3 separate regions of the Mus musculus genome follow, and regions 2 and 3 are each linked to region 1. Evidence: chromatin contacts called from public HiChIP or PLAC-seq and capture Hi-C data. All regions are on one chromosome and are shown on one strand. Each heading gives the region's core, a stretch centred on a gene start, on an enhancer-like site or on the middle of the called end of the contact. The rest is flanking DNA. Distances are from core to core; before and after follow the strand shown. Region 1 overlaps Tango6 (transport and golgi organization 6). Region 2 overlaps Sntb2 (syntrophin, basic 2). Region 3 has its middle 16 kb from the start of 1110028F18Rik.

Region 1 (4,306 bases), core at 1,067-3,566:
TCAATAAGGTTAGGTAGATAGGAGTTTAAAGAAGGTAACTTCTGGCTTATTAACTGTCATGCTGTAAATTAAATAGATACCATCTAAAGCTAAAACAAAGTTAAGAAGAGACCCATCTTCCCCCCTATGAGAAAGTGCATACAGATTTTGGGTTGACTGCCACAAAACAAAACTCTGGCTACTTTCAAATGGGAATGAGCTAAAAACTGCCTCGTGAACTAAGAGCAGTGGTGGCTTCCCTCTTTATCCTGCTCTATCCCTCTCCCTCCCTGTCCAGATGCCATCACCACAGGTTCTGGGCTTCACATCCATGAGCAACAGATGAAACCCAGCATTGTCTTCTGGCTGTAGCTGTAGAGACAGTGATGGAGCGGGACAGAACAGAAAATACACAACTTCACCAACAGAGCAGGGTTTTCACTTCAGCTGTTCCTGGGGGGCAAAACAGCTCCAAGGAGAAATGTCAGCGTGAGCTCTGGCCAGTGTCTCCACTCATTACAGCGCCCCGGGTGTAATCACACCACGCTTACAAGATTCCACACACCTGGTCTCAGGGATGCAGTGGGGAGACAGTCTTTCCGTCCTCCTTCCTTTCCTTCACTCACTGCGTAAGCACAACCTATAAGTTTCAGTGAGTGCGAGTAGAATGAGGCTTGGAGAACAGGAGAGGCATTTCCTGTCTACACCACATTTTGAAAGTGACAAAGATCTGCAAGACCACAGGCTGATTCCTGTTCGACGAGGTAGAGTGCTGCTTCCATTAGCTAGTTACAGACGAGAGACACCAGGATAATGTTTCCGTTCATTTCCCTTCCTGTAACCCATGTCAGTCTTGACCTTGCCATGTAGCCAGCGCAGCCACCTGATCCTCCTGCTCTCAACCCCTGAGTGCCAGGATCACAGGCACACGACAGCACAGCTGGCTTGGAGTTTCCGCTTCATCTTTCACTGTGCAAGCCCATCATTTCTCTCTAACTCACACACACATACACATTCTCCTTTGTGTGTGTTCATGTGTGCATACTGTAACTCACACTTGCTAAGGATTCATGAACTAACAGAATTTTTTCTTTTTGGGCCTTAGGGGTCAAAATCAGGGCCTTTAACCACGAAGTATGAGGTTTCCAAGTAAGCTACACTCCACAGCTAGAGTCTCAGAGATCCGCTTCATTGAATGCATGCGGCCCAGGAGCTCCTGTTCTGTAGCAGACAATGAACTTTAACCCCTGTCCCTCCTGCTTCTAGCTTCCAAGTTTTGGGATTACGAGGGTAAACCAACACACTGAGCTTAGATTTCTCCTTACAAAGCTGTAACTTAATATTAAATATATTTTATTATTTATTTGTGTGTAGATGTGTATCTGTGTGTGCCTGAGGTCAGATATATATCCTACTGGCTGAAGCTGGAGTTACAGGAAGCAGGGTGCTGACTAATATGGGTACTGGAAATGAAACTTGGGCCCTATGCAAGAACAGCGCATGATCTTAACTACTGAGCCATGTGTCCAGCCTTTAAACCGACTTTTATTGTTAATTAATTTTAGGCTTATAGAAGATTTTAATATAGAGTCCCGATATTCCCCTCACCCCATCTTCCCAGTTATTAGCAATTTATATGAATAGTGATATTGAGTAGGGACATAGTTTAGTGCAGACTAGAACATGTAAATCAACCCCTGGCCCCAAAAGGAAAAAAAAAACAGCAACAAGAACAACACGGGGACCATGATATATTTGCCAAAAGCTTCACAAGTTGTGTTGTGCTTGAGGTAGGCTCTTGCTCTGTAGCCCAGGCTATCCTTAAACTCATGATCCACCGGCCTTGCTTCCTAAATGCTGGATTTTAAATATCTGACACTAAGCCTAGCCTAAGTTGTTTCTTGAGTGGTTGGTGATTGAGTCTAGGGCTTTTCCTGTGCTGAGTGCTGGGCAGGTGCTAGACCGCTGAGCTACATCCCAGCCCTGTGGATCTTAACTAAGACAGAAAACAGCAAACCTTTCTTTTTCTTTTCTCTTGTATTGTATTGCATTGTATTGTTTTGAGACAGGGTTTCTCTGTGTGGCCTTGGCTGCTCTGCAGACCAGGCTAGCCTGGAACTCAGAGATCCACCTGCCTCTGCCCCTTGGTGCTACAATTAAAGGCGTGCACCACCACCCACCTAACACAGATGTTTCTTAATTCTCATGTGTACAACAGGTTTTCCATAAGAGCTGTGTTTTGTTGAGAATTTATAATTCATTTAATTCTATGAATTGTCAGGTCATGGTGCACGCGTCCCTGAGAACTCCATCACTGCACACTGCTCCTCTAGAGAAGCTTGGTGACTCAGCCAGACCCTTCTCCCCACGTCCTTTGAGTCACTATTAGCCACAGTCCCAATATCCATTTCCTGCCTTCCTTTTTGCTAACTAAACTTTGATTCTGTTCCAAGCAGAAATGTGCCAGCTAACTGCAACATGGAGATACCTTACAGTGGGGAGTGGTTAGGTGAGCATTCTGGCTAATGAATAAAACAAAAGTAAGTTGGGGTGGGGTAGGGGTGGTGATTCTAGGAAACTGCCCCCCCCCCCAAAGGGTGTAAATGTGCCTAGAACTGTCTCTCCTGCTATCCTTGGTTCCTGAGACTTGACAAAAACAGATCCTTACTTGTTGAGGCCACGATAGTCAGGCTTTTAAAACAAGTTCATGCCACATGAGCTCATTCAGGCCAACCCGCACCACAGACAGGGCGCATGAGAAGGCGGGCAGGCAGAGAGGCGCAGCTGAGGGTGACGATCAGGGAAGTGGCCCTTTGGAAGTTCAGCTGCCGGGCTGAACAATGGCAAGGAGGTACTGATGGAGGAAGCATGGCTGTGTGAGGTGGGAAGAGGGTGACTGAGAGTGCCTACATGTACAAACAGGCCTCCGCAACCTGACACGGTAACTATAAGCATGAATAAAGCTGTTCTGTGTGGCAGAACAATCACTCTCACAATGGCTTCCTGGAGGTTTGGTTAAATACTGATGTGCAGGCCACAGATGAGTCTGTGTGTGCCAGCAAGTGAATTATTAATGCAGGCTCTATCTGAAATCAGCTGGGAAGGCGGTTCCATTAGAAGCAAGAAAGAAATTAATTTGAGGTCACTTGATCTAGGCACACATTCGGATGCATAAACTTTCTTCCTATATTAGCTATACACCAGGGAGAGGTCCAATCAAACCCCCTGAAGGAAGAAAAAAGTGCCACAGTGGAAGTATGGACTGAAGTCAGGCCTGGCAAGGAAGCCAGTCTCTGACATGAAGCCTCTTGTGCCTAAGCATGAACAACGGAGTGAGTCAGAAATACCACTCACCAGAGTTCAGACTGCAGAGCACGGTGACTGCACTCCAAGCTCACCTTGGAACCTGCCCCGCGAGAGTGCCAGGACTCAGGGCCTCGGTAAGCCTGTGTGGTTTTCCTGAGTCAGTTACCGTGCAACTCTAATGCACTGCAGAGACTCTAGCTGGAGATGCAAATGATGAAAACTCTGTTGACCAGCTCATATCTAAGAAAAGGGTTGAGCTGGACCTGTACAAGAAGACTGGATATCAGGACAACGGAAGGAAGGGGAGGCGGGCTTACCTCTGTTGCTTTCTGGCTGAGTCCCCGAAGCAGCAGCACAACTACGTGGACTGCAGCTCTGCGCACTTGAACATCATTGTCTGTCTTAGCCACAGCAATCAGGCAGGCTGTCACCTAGGAGGGAGATGGGAGAAGTCAAGAGGAATCAGGGTTGCATAATTACCTACAGGCCTCCAACTGTCTCTCTCAGTCACAGTCCTCAGGAGCAGTCTGGCACTTGGGAGGCAGAGGCAGGTGGATTTCAGAGTTCAAGGCCAGCCTCGAAGTGAGTTCCAGGACAGCCAGCGCTACACAGGGAAACCCTGTCTCGGAAAATCAAAAAAAAAAAAGAAGAAGCTGAGATTTAGTGGCAGAGGTTTGGTATAGACAAGCTTTCCTGGAAAAGGTCATAATCTGATTGGAAATTCATGGATGGAACCAGGGAGTTTTTGAAAAAAGGAAAGGTCAAAATGCAAGATTCTCTCTAAACCTAGGGAAAGGGTGTTAGGTGCTCGTCTTTCGGAACTTCACATCAGAGGAAGGAGGGACTGGTCATGGTAGGTGCTAGGACCTAGCTAAGGAGTGTCAGTTCCCGGCCAGATGTTCTTAAGCCTCTGTGCAGCACAGGGTTAGGAGGAGAGAGAGACTCCTTCCCCTCTGCTGCCCACCCAGCCCTGCAAACCTAGTGTCCACTCTGGGAAGTCAGCACAGCCAGTTTCAAGTAC
Region 2 (4,832 bases), core at 632-3,131, 180 kb before region 1:
GACGTCTCATCACAGCAATAGTAACACTAAGACAGGGACGATGGGGAGAGAAGAGGAACAGTGTGGGATGAGACAGTGATGGCGGATGAACAGGGATGTGTGTGCATGAAAATGTCATGGTGACTGGAGGGGGTCCATCTCAGGGCCCACAGGACTCCAGTCCCAAGTGATCCAACCCCTCTTCTGGCCTCCATGGGCACTGCATTCATGTGGTGCACAGACATAATGAAATCAATATTATGTTAGCTAGAAAATTAAAACAATTTAGTTTTGGTAAGCTTCACAAAGCACTGCTAACGTCTGTCTAATGCACACCGGCCGACAGTACCACCATTCCTCTGATACCTCTTTCTTTTGCTTCCATGACACTCACCATCCCCACAAATCTGGTTTTCATTCCACTGCTCTGGTTCCTATGTCTTACACTCATAAGTGGAAGGGAACATTGGCTTTTTCACATCACAGGACATTACAGAATAGAAAGACACTCTAAGATAACATACTAAAGCCAGGAGTCAATCGGGGTTACACTGAAATGAATGTCAATCATATTACATATTACCTATCTTGTATTTTTGTGTGCATGCACAGGTACCTGTGTGTAGAGACCTTATGAATTGGTCCTCCCCAGGTGCTATCCACCTTATGTTTTGGAAACAAGGTCTCTCCTTGGTCTGGGCTCACCTATTTGGCTAGACTGGCTGGCCAGTGAGTCCTAGGGATCCCTGCCTTGACCTGCCCAGCCCTGGAAGTACACACACGAGCCAGTGCAGCTGGATGTCTACATGGGAAGTACACACACGAGCCAGTGCAGCTGGATGTCTACATGGGACGTACACACACGAGCCAGTGCAGCTGGATGTCTACATGGGACGTACACACACGAGCCAGTGCAGCTGGATGTCTACATGGGTTCTGGTAACTGAACTTGGGCCTTCATGTTGTGTGGCAAGCATTCACCTTCCCAGCCCATGCCTGTTTGTTTATTCTTTCTGTAGTGCTGAAGCCCGAATCCCAGGCCTCTCCATGGCGATACTGAGCTCTGCTTCCCATCTCCCAGTCTGTATTTCTTAAAATCAAAGACTGGTGTTGAGAGACCTCCTAATAATGTTTTCTACAAATCCTGCTACTGGGATCAGTTGTTTAGTTTTGTAGTTTTAAGTGGTTTCAATGTTTCTGGAGAGTCCTTTGACCTGACCCTATAGCACAGCAGGAGACAGATCAAAGCAAGAGGGGGAGGAAAGGAGGGAGGGGAGACACACACACATACACACACACACACACACATCACATGGGGTGGGGGTAGGGAGAGAGAGAGAGAGAGAGAGAGACAGACAGACAGACACTCTGATTGACTCAGGCTTTTTGAGCATTATAGGACAACTTCGAAGGGAGTAGGCCCCAGAAATTGACAACTAAGGTGACTATTATATTACTAGAGGAAAACACCAGGAATTTATGCTCACTGGTAAGTAGAAACTTTTAAAAACAACAAATTATGAACGGCTGGGGTAGCATCCCTGGTCAATGGTGTAAGAAAAAAACGCCTTATTAGTCTCTCCACAAACTAACTACAGAGAACAACAGGATGGCGTCTGTCCTCTCCTCACATCTCTCTGGTCAGGGACAGGGAGTAGATCTTATTTACTTTATCTCTATCATTATAAAGCCTAGCTCTTGCTAAATAGTGCTCAGCAAATATTTGTTGATTTAATGAATGAAGGGGACTGATACTGTCTGTCCTTCAGGTATTTAATCCGGTCAGGAGTATGAGTCATCTGGAGAGGGAAGGAGGGGCTTAAGGCACTGCCTGTATATAAGCCACACTGACCCTTGTTTCATGAAACGGAAGGGCAAACTGGAATACCTGTATGTTTACAGAGTGTATATGAAACACCAAGTTCATAATGTCTGCCACCAGGGGCACATCCACTGTGGAACAAAGCAACCAGCAGGGACTCGCCACTAGAGGGAGCGCCCAGAGTGGAAATGAGGCAACCAACTCCTGAATGTTGGACAGACATTTTCAAGCTTTTGAAGAGAAACTCCTACTCCATACACGTTATTTTCCACAGCCACAAACTGCCAGATACTTGTATTTGAGGGCGTATGGATGGCCTTAAGTGCCAAATCTTCTTAACTGTAGTCAGTGCATCTAATTCTTATTGCCTGGGTTCTTACACTATTAAATGTAGATTACAATGATACACAGTGAAAAAGCCACGTGGTAGTATGGTGGTCAGTGCTACATGGCAGGCATGGGAAAGGTCTGGTACTTAGACAGATAACAGATTTCTTTCCTCCACCACCACTTCAGCTACCGTGTTTTAATAGCTTACAATCAGTATGCAAAACAATGGTTTTACTTTACAGCTGAGTAACTTCACCTAATTACTATTAGAGGGCAGGAGAGATGGTTTAGCTTTTAAAGGTTCATCCTTTGGTTTTCTAAAGGATTCCAATTTGATTCTCAGCACCCACAAAAGCAAATTCTGTTTCACTGTCTGCCCTTTTCTGGTCTCATGGGGCACCTGCACACTCATGGCATGTATGTACACACAAGGAAATGTGCACACACTGATAAAGATAAGGCTTGAAAAAACTAATAATTATGGTTAGAATCCAGGACCAGGAATGAGAGTGCACACCTGTGACCCCAGCACTGGGGAGGTGAGGCAGGGGATCAAGAGTGCCAGGCTGGGCTGTGTGAGACCCTGTCAAAAACAAGCAGGAAGGAAGGAAGTTAGGAAGGAGGGAGGGAGGGAGGGGGAGAGAGAGAGAGAGAGAGAGAGAGAGAGAGAGAGAGAGAGAGAGGGAGAGGGAGAGGGAGAGGGAGAGGGAGAGGGAGAGGGAGAGGGAGGGAAGAAGGGAGGGGAAAAAGAAAAAGAGAGAGAGAGATAGATAGGAAGGCCAAACAAAAGTATCTCTACCTAGGGAGACTTCCTTGATCAGCTCAGCAGCAGCATGGCAGCCCTGAACAAGTATTCTGGTCCAGGTCGACAAATCCCGATGAGTTTCAACCCTGAAGAGATGCATCTCAATGCCCTGCCGAGAGCCTGTCCTGGTAGCAAAGGTCAGGTCAGATCCAAGGGAGGGTGACCGACATCCAGAACCTGAATGAACCAACCTAGGACCACAAATAGAACAGAAAGCTAAGGTGATCATTACCTTCAACAGTTTTTGGATGAATGCATTTCAAAGCCAAATTATGATATTTTTTAAAAGATTTATTTATTTATTTTATGCATATGAGTACACCACCATTGCTCTCTTCAGACACACCAGAAGAGGACACCAGACCTCATTACAGATGGTTGTGAGCCAACATGTGGTTGCTGGGAATTGAACTCAGGAACCTCTGGAAGAGCAGTCGGTGCTCTTAACCACTGAGTCATCTCTCCAGCCCCAAATTATGATATTTTGATATCCTTTAATCTGATAGAATAGTCCCTGGTGTCACAGGAGGCAGGATATTACTTACTGTCTTCATAAAGAAAATACCGGGCTGGTGAGAATGGCTCAGTGGGTAAGAGCACCCGACTGCTCTTCTGAAGGTCCGGAGTTCAAATCCCAGCAACCACATGGTGGCTCACAACCATCCGTAACGAGATCTGACTCCCTCTTCTGGAGTGTCTGAAGACAGCTACAGTGTACTTACATATAATAAATGAATAAATCTTTAAAAAAAAAGAAAGAAAGAAAATACCTACCAACAGAAAAAGAGATGCAGAAAATTCTTCGGGGGCTAGAGAGATGACTCAGGTTAAGAACACCTGCTACTCTTCCAGAGGACCTGGGTTTGATAGATGGCAGTTCAAAACCATCTCCTATACCCTCTTTTGTCTTCCATAGGCACCAGGCACACACATGATTCACAGACATACATAGAGGCAAAACATTCATTTACAGAAAAAAATGCTTAATTTCAGGCCGGCCTAAAACAAATCAAAACACCACACACAAAACAAACAATGGCACGTCCCATTCAGTGAACTAGGAGAGGAAGTCCTATCATCAGCTATCACATGGATGAACTTTGAGGATTTTATATCAAATGAAATGAGCATCACAAAAAAATCCAAAACATGCATGCTCTCCTTATATGCAGCATCGAAACCTTATCCGGATTTATAATTTCCCTTGAAAAACAGATTTTTATCACAGGCAACAATTAGCACCAGTGTTTTCCTTAGATGACAGAGCACTTCAGTCATTTTAGACACAGAACTGAGCATGGTGGGCTATTAATCAGTCCCTCCTCCAAGGGGAAACTGAAGTTCATGAGGAGCAGCTGGAGCTCAGCTCAGGACTCAGGAACACCAGCCCTTTTCCTTGCAGCATGGCTCACCAGATCATACTTCAGAATGAAGTACAAGCAATTTCTCAGCTTAATAATTCATATTTCATCATGTAGAATCTTAAAAAGATGGATAAAGCTGATAATTTGTGCTGTGCTGTGCTGTGTGTGTGTGTGTGTGTGTGTGTGAGAGAGAGAGAGAGAGAGAGAGAGAGAGAGAGAGAGAATATGAGCGAGTGAGCTTGGGCTGTGTGTGTGTACATGAACGTATGTGGAGGGACATCAGGTGTTCTGTTCTATGACCTTATTTATTCCCTTGATACAGGATCTCCTACTGCACCTAGAGTTACTTTATGGCCAGAAAGTCCTAGCAATCCTCCTGTCTCATCCTTCTATAACATGGGGGCTACAGGCTTCCTCTCTGGGTGCTGGGATCTGAGCTCATGTGTGCTCACAACAAGAACTCTCACCACCTGAGCATCCCCCTCTGCCCCCAAACTGAATTCTTACTACTTCAGTAATAATAATAATAATA
Region 3 (4,388 bases), core at 1,718-4,217, 250 kb after region 1:
AATCCCAGCAACCACATGGTGGCTCACAGCCATCTGTAACAAGATCTGACGCCCTCTTCTGGAGTGTCTGAAGACAGCTACAGTGTACTTACATATAATCAATAAATAGATCTTTAAAAAAAAAAAAAAAGCCCAAAGAACCTTTTCCTCAGCTGCCGCCAAGGTGCTCGGTCCTTCCGAGGAAGCTAAGGCCGCGTTGGGGTGAGGCCCTCACTTCATCCGGCGACTAGCACCGTGCCGGCAGTCTACAGCATGGCTTCTGTCTCCGAGCTCGCTTGCATCTACTCCGCCCTCATCCTGCACGGCGACGAGGTGACGGTCACGGAGGATAAGATCAATGCCCTCATTAAAGCAGCTGGTGTCAGCGTCGAACCTTTCTGGCCTGGCTTGTTTGCCAAGGCTCTGGCCAATGTCAACATTGGGAGCCTCATCTGCAATGTAGGGGCTGGTGGGCCCGCTCCAGCAGCTGGAGCTGCGCCTGCTGGTGGTGCTGCTCTGTCCACTGCCGCTGCCCCAGCTGAGGAGAAGAAAGTGGAGGCAAAGAAGGAAGAGTCCGAGGAGTCTGAAGATGACATGGGCTTCGGTCTTTTTGACTAAACTGCTTTTGTTAAGTTGGCCAATAAAGAGCTGAACCTGTAAAAAAAAAACAAAAAAAACAAAAAAAAAAAAAAAACAAAGAACAAGCCAGGCGTGGTGGTGCACACCTTTAATCACAGCACAGCACTCAGGAGGCAGAGACAGGCAGATTTCTGATTTCGAGGCCAACCTGGTCTACAAAGTGAGTTCCAGGACACCCAGAGCTACACAGAGAAACCCTGTCTCTAAAAAAAAAAAAACAAAAAACAAAAAAAAAACCAAAACAAACAAAAAAACCCAAAACAAACCAAGACAAAAAAAAAAAAAAACCCAAAGAACAGAACACTCACATAATAAATAACTGTAATAAATAATCTAAATAAAAGCAATAACAAACTATAAACATGAACACAGAACAAGATTCAAGGGTGCCCTTCTCCAGTCTGAAGGTGGCACCTCCATCACCCAGGACTCTCCTCTCATTCTCTGCTAGTGTCTGAGAAGTCATGGAATCCTTCCAAGCAGCCCTGAATCCATTTCTGTTCTTGCCCCTTGCAATAGTTTGTATATGCTTGGGCCAGGGAGTGACACTATGAGAAGGTGTGTCCTTGTTTGAGTAGATGTGTCACAGTGGGTGTGGGCTATCATACCCTAGTCCTAGCTGCCTGGAAGCCAGTCTTCCACTAGCAGCCTTCAGATGGAGATGTAGAACTCTCAGTTCTGCCTGCCCCGTGCCTGCCTAGATACTGCCATGCTCTCACCTTGATGATAATGGACTGAACTTCTGAACCTGTAAGCCAGCCCTAATTAAATGTTTTTTATAAGATTTGCCTTGATCATGGTGTCTGTTCACAGCAATAAAACCCCAATGACAACAGACCCCCATGACCAAAATTAACTAAAGTTAGTTTGGCTTACAGGAGCTAGGGCATGGAGGGTCTTTTGTCACTGGCTTGCTTTAGGCTTGTTCAGTTTGCTTTTTTATACAACCCGAGATCACCTGCACAGGAGCAGCACCTTGCAATGTAGGTTGGGCCCTCCCTTGTTAATCGTTAATCCAGAAAATGTCTCTGCAGGCTTGCCTGAGGCGAACCTGATGGCGGCATTTTCTCAATTGAGGTTCCTTCTTCCCAGAAAACCCTACTTGTGCCAAGTTGACAAAAATCTGATGTGAAGAGTCACCATCTTTAACCAGGGATCAAGGTGGTCCAAGAGATCATCCCTTGTCCCCAGCCAGGTTCTTGTCCTGCCCTCCTCCAGTAATGGAGTGGGCAGACTGAGAGGAGTGTGACTGGGAGGTGCTTTATTATCAGTTTGAGATTAATGGTTTTAAACAGGATCAAACAACTTAAAAGAGACTGTAAGGTAAAGTCCTTTTTCACAATTAAGTTCTTTAAAGTACGAAGGTTTTCCTGTTGACAATCATTTCAAACTATAAATTTATGGATAAATATGTGTGCATATGATTTGTTTAATTTTGTTTTGTTTGAGACAGGGTTTCCCTAGGCAGTCCTGGCTGTCCTGGAACTTGCTCTGTAGATCAAGCTGGCCTGGAACTCAGAGATCCACCTGCTTTTGCCTCCAGAGTGTTGGGATTAAAGGCGTGTGCCACTAAGCCCAATTTTCAAACTTTAAATACACACACACACTCACTCACTTTAAGTTTTTAGATTTATTTATTTTGTGTGAGTGTGTTTGTCTATGAATTACATGTGTGCCTGATGCCCAAAGAGGGAATTAGATCCCCTGAAGTTGGAGTTCCAGTTGGACTGAGTCCCCATGATGCTGGGAACTGACCTTGCTGTCCTCTCGAGTTCTCTTAACCACTGAGCCCATATCTCTAGCCACCTGCAAATTGAAATTTAAATGAACTCCTCACATTGTGGGGTAGCCCACATAATTCTAGAGATGATCCTTGCAGAGAGCAGGATGGCCTTACTCACAATGCTCTGAGGGACTCTGTGAATGGGCAGGAGGACAGCTCTCACGACAGGGAACCTTCTCTCCTGTAAGGCTTAGGGCTCTAGCTGTGAATTTACTGCCCTGTCACCCTGCTGTGTGGTTCATCATTTATGCTCCCACTTTTGAGTGGGAGTTTTCTGAAGTGCTAATGCCGGAACCAGGGCAATTCACACCACTCGCTGTACCATTGAGCTACCAATATACTCAGGCTTTCGAGGGATTCTGTGAGCTCTTTTAAAAGCACTCTCAAGCAGCTGGTCACCCATGCTTTCTTCTCTCTAACCTCTGTCCTTATAGACACAGGAGAGCCCTATCTATCTGAAATCTTATTTTCCTGCCTCTGCATCCAGTTTACTGGGATTATAGACCTGTAGCACCTGGCTCACGCTCGGCACATGTTGATTATTAACTCAGCAAATGAGCTGGCCGGTTTTTATGGTTAATTTGACACACACAACCAAAGTCATTTGGAAAGAGGGTGCCTGTGGCCTTGTCTGTGGGTCATCTGTCATGGTGGATGATAGATGTGGGCGGGCTCTAGTGGGTGAGTGCACCATCCATAGGCAGGTGGGTCTCCAACCTATATGAGCAAGCTCTAGCTGTTCAGTGTGCCAGAAAGCAAGGCAGTAAGCAGTGTTCCTCCATGGGTTTTGTTCAGATCTTGCCCTGAATTCCCTCAGTGATGAACTGTAACCTGGAACGGGAAGTTAAATGGCCCTCTTCCTTCCTTAAATTGCTATTGTTGGGGCTGGAGAGGTGGCTCAGTGGCTAAGAGCACTGACTGCTCTTCCAGAGGTCCTGAGTTCAAATCCCAGCAACCACATGGTGGCTCACAACCATCTGTAATGGAATCAGATGCCCTCTTCTGGTGTGTCTGAAGACAGCAACAGTGTACTCGCATACATTAAATAAATAAATAAATTTTAAAAATTGCTATTGTTCAGAGTGTTTAATTACAACAGTAGACTAGACTAGCACAGAAATGAAGCCTGGGGCTGGGCATGATGGCGCACGCCTTTAATCCCAGCACTCAGGAGGCAGAGGCAGGCGGATGTCTGAGTTCGAGGCCAGCATGGTCTACAGAGTGAGTTCTAGGACAGCCAGGGCTATACAGAGAAACTCTGTTTCAAAAAACAAAAAGCAAAACAAAACAAAACAAAATAAAATTTAAAAAAGATAGAAAAGAAATGAAGCCTGGGAAGGAGACAGAGGTCTATAAACTAAGCACCCAGGAAGATGAGGCAGGAGGATAGACCATTTGAGGCCAGATTATCCTACAGTGAGACCCCGTCTTAAACATAATAAGGGTCTTATTTTGATGGGAAAGGGAGTATGCTACGGATTTAGGTCAGTTGGTAGAGGCCTTGCCTAACACACACCAAGCCTGGGTTTTCTCCCCAGTTTATAAAAGCTGGGGTGGGGATGATACATAAAATAAAGTAAAAAATTCAGGTATTCAGCACTGGAAGTAGCTTGTGGATCTATTTGTCTTTAGTGTAAGCACAGAATATTTCCATCATTGCAGAAACTTCTATTGGACAGCATTGCTTTTGGAGTTTCTCTACATATTTAAGTTAAATAACAACAACAACAAAAAAATCGTACCATCTTACTTTCTCCATTTCTCTCCAAAGGCATTGCCCTTTAAACACAGATCTCCATTTTTCCCTGTCTGCCAGTTCTCCTGGATCTTTCCACATCAACACACAGCAAGCTTCCCCTCTCTTTATTCTCAGGGGCAGAGCCTTCCTCAGTAAATGGGGCACACTATTTAAGCAGACCCCCACTAGTGGATAAAAGGTCACCGGCCATCTTTTGCTTATCCAGACAGCACAGCAGTGGAATGAACG

Evidence for each region. HiChIP or PLAC-seq counts read pairs in DNA pulled down with a chosen protein or histone mark. Capture Hi-C pulls out chosen DNA fragments and counts their contacts.
Region 2: a contact with region 1 is called in a capture Hi-C map of embryonic stem cells, with 2.7 times the contacts expected there. The contact joins two enhancer-like sites. A contact is called at or near these places in 1 of 484 Hi-C or Micro-C datasets (CD4 T cells) and 1 of 9 other capture datasets (embryonic stem cells).
Region 3: a FOXA1 HiChIP or PLAC-seq map of pancreatic cancer cells shows a contact between it and region 1. The contact joins two enhancer-like sites. A contact is called at or near these places in 1 of 484 Hi-C or Micro-C datasets (embryonic stem cells) and 2 of 115 datasets of contacts at active chromatin or transcription factors (microglia and pancreatic cancer cells).

What each region holds. Positions count from the first base shown.
Region 1 is chr8:106,817,866-106,822,171 of GRCm38.p6, reverse strand. Tango6 (transport and golgi organization 6) reads right to left here. Exons shown (of 18, transcript NM_173037.1): 17 at 3,603-3,716. Among named protein-coding and RNA genes, the nearest start is that of Gm34197, 27 kb to the left of the region's middle. Within about 2 kb of position 2,316, at least 59 of the 459 cell types and tissues checked have an H3K27ac peak or open chromatin away from gene starts, as enhancers often do. A contact at or near this core is called in embryonic stem cells and pancreatic cancer cells, where this site is marked.
Region 2 is chr8:106,999,805-107,004,636 of GRCm38.p6, reverse strand. Sntb2 (syntrophin, basic 2) reads right to left here. Exons shown (of 7, transcript NM_009229.5): 5 at 2,931-3,127. Among named protein-coding and RNA genes, the nearest start is that of Gm22085, 7.4 kb to the left of the region's middle. Within about 2 kb of position 1,881, at least 41 of the 459 cell types and tissues checked have an H3K27ac peak or open chromatin away from gene starts, as enhancers often do. A contact at or near this core is called in embryonic stem cells, where this site is marked.
Region 3 is chr8:106,569,215-106,573,602 of GRCm38.p6, reverse strand. It overlaps the pseudogene Gm10073. Among named protein-coding and RNA genes, the nearest start is that of 1110028F18Rik, 16 kb to the left of the region's middle. Within about 2 kb of position 2,967, at least 35 of the 459 cell types and tissues checked have an H3K27ac peak or open chromatin away from gene starts, as enhancers often do. A contact at or near this core is called in pancreatic cancer cells, where this site is marked.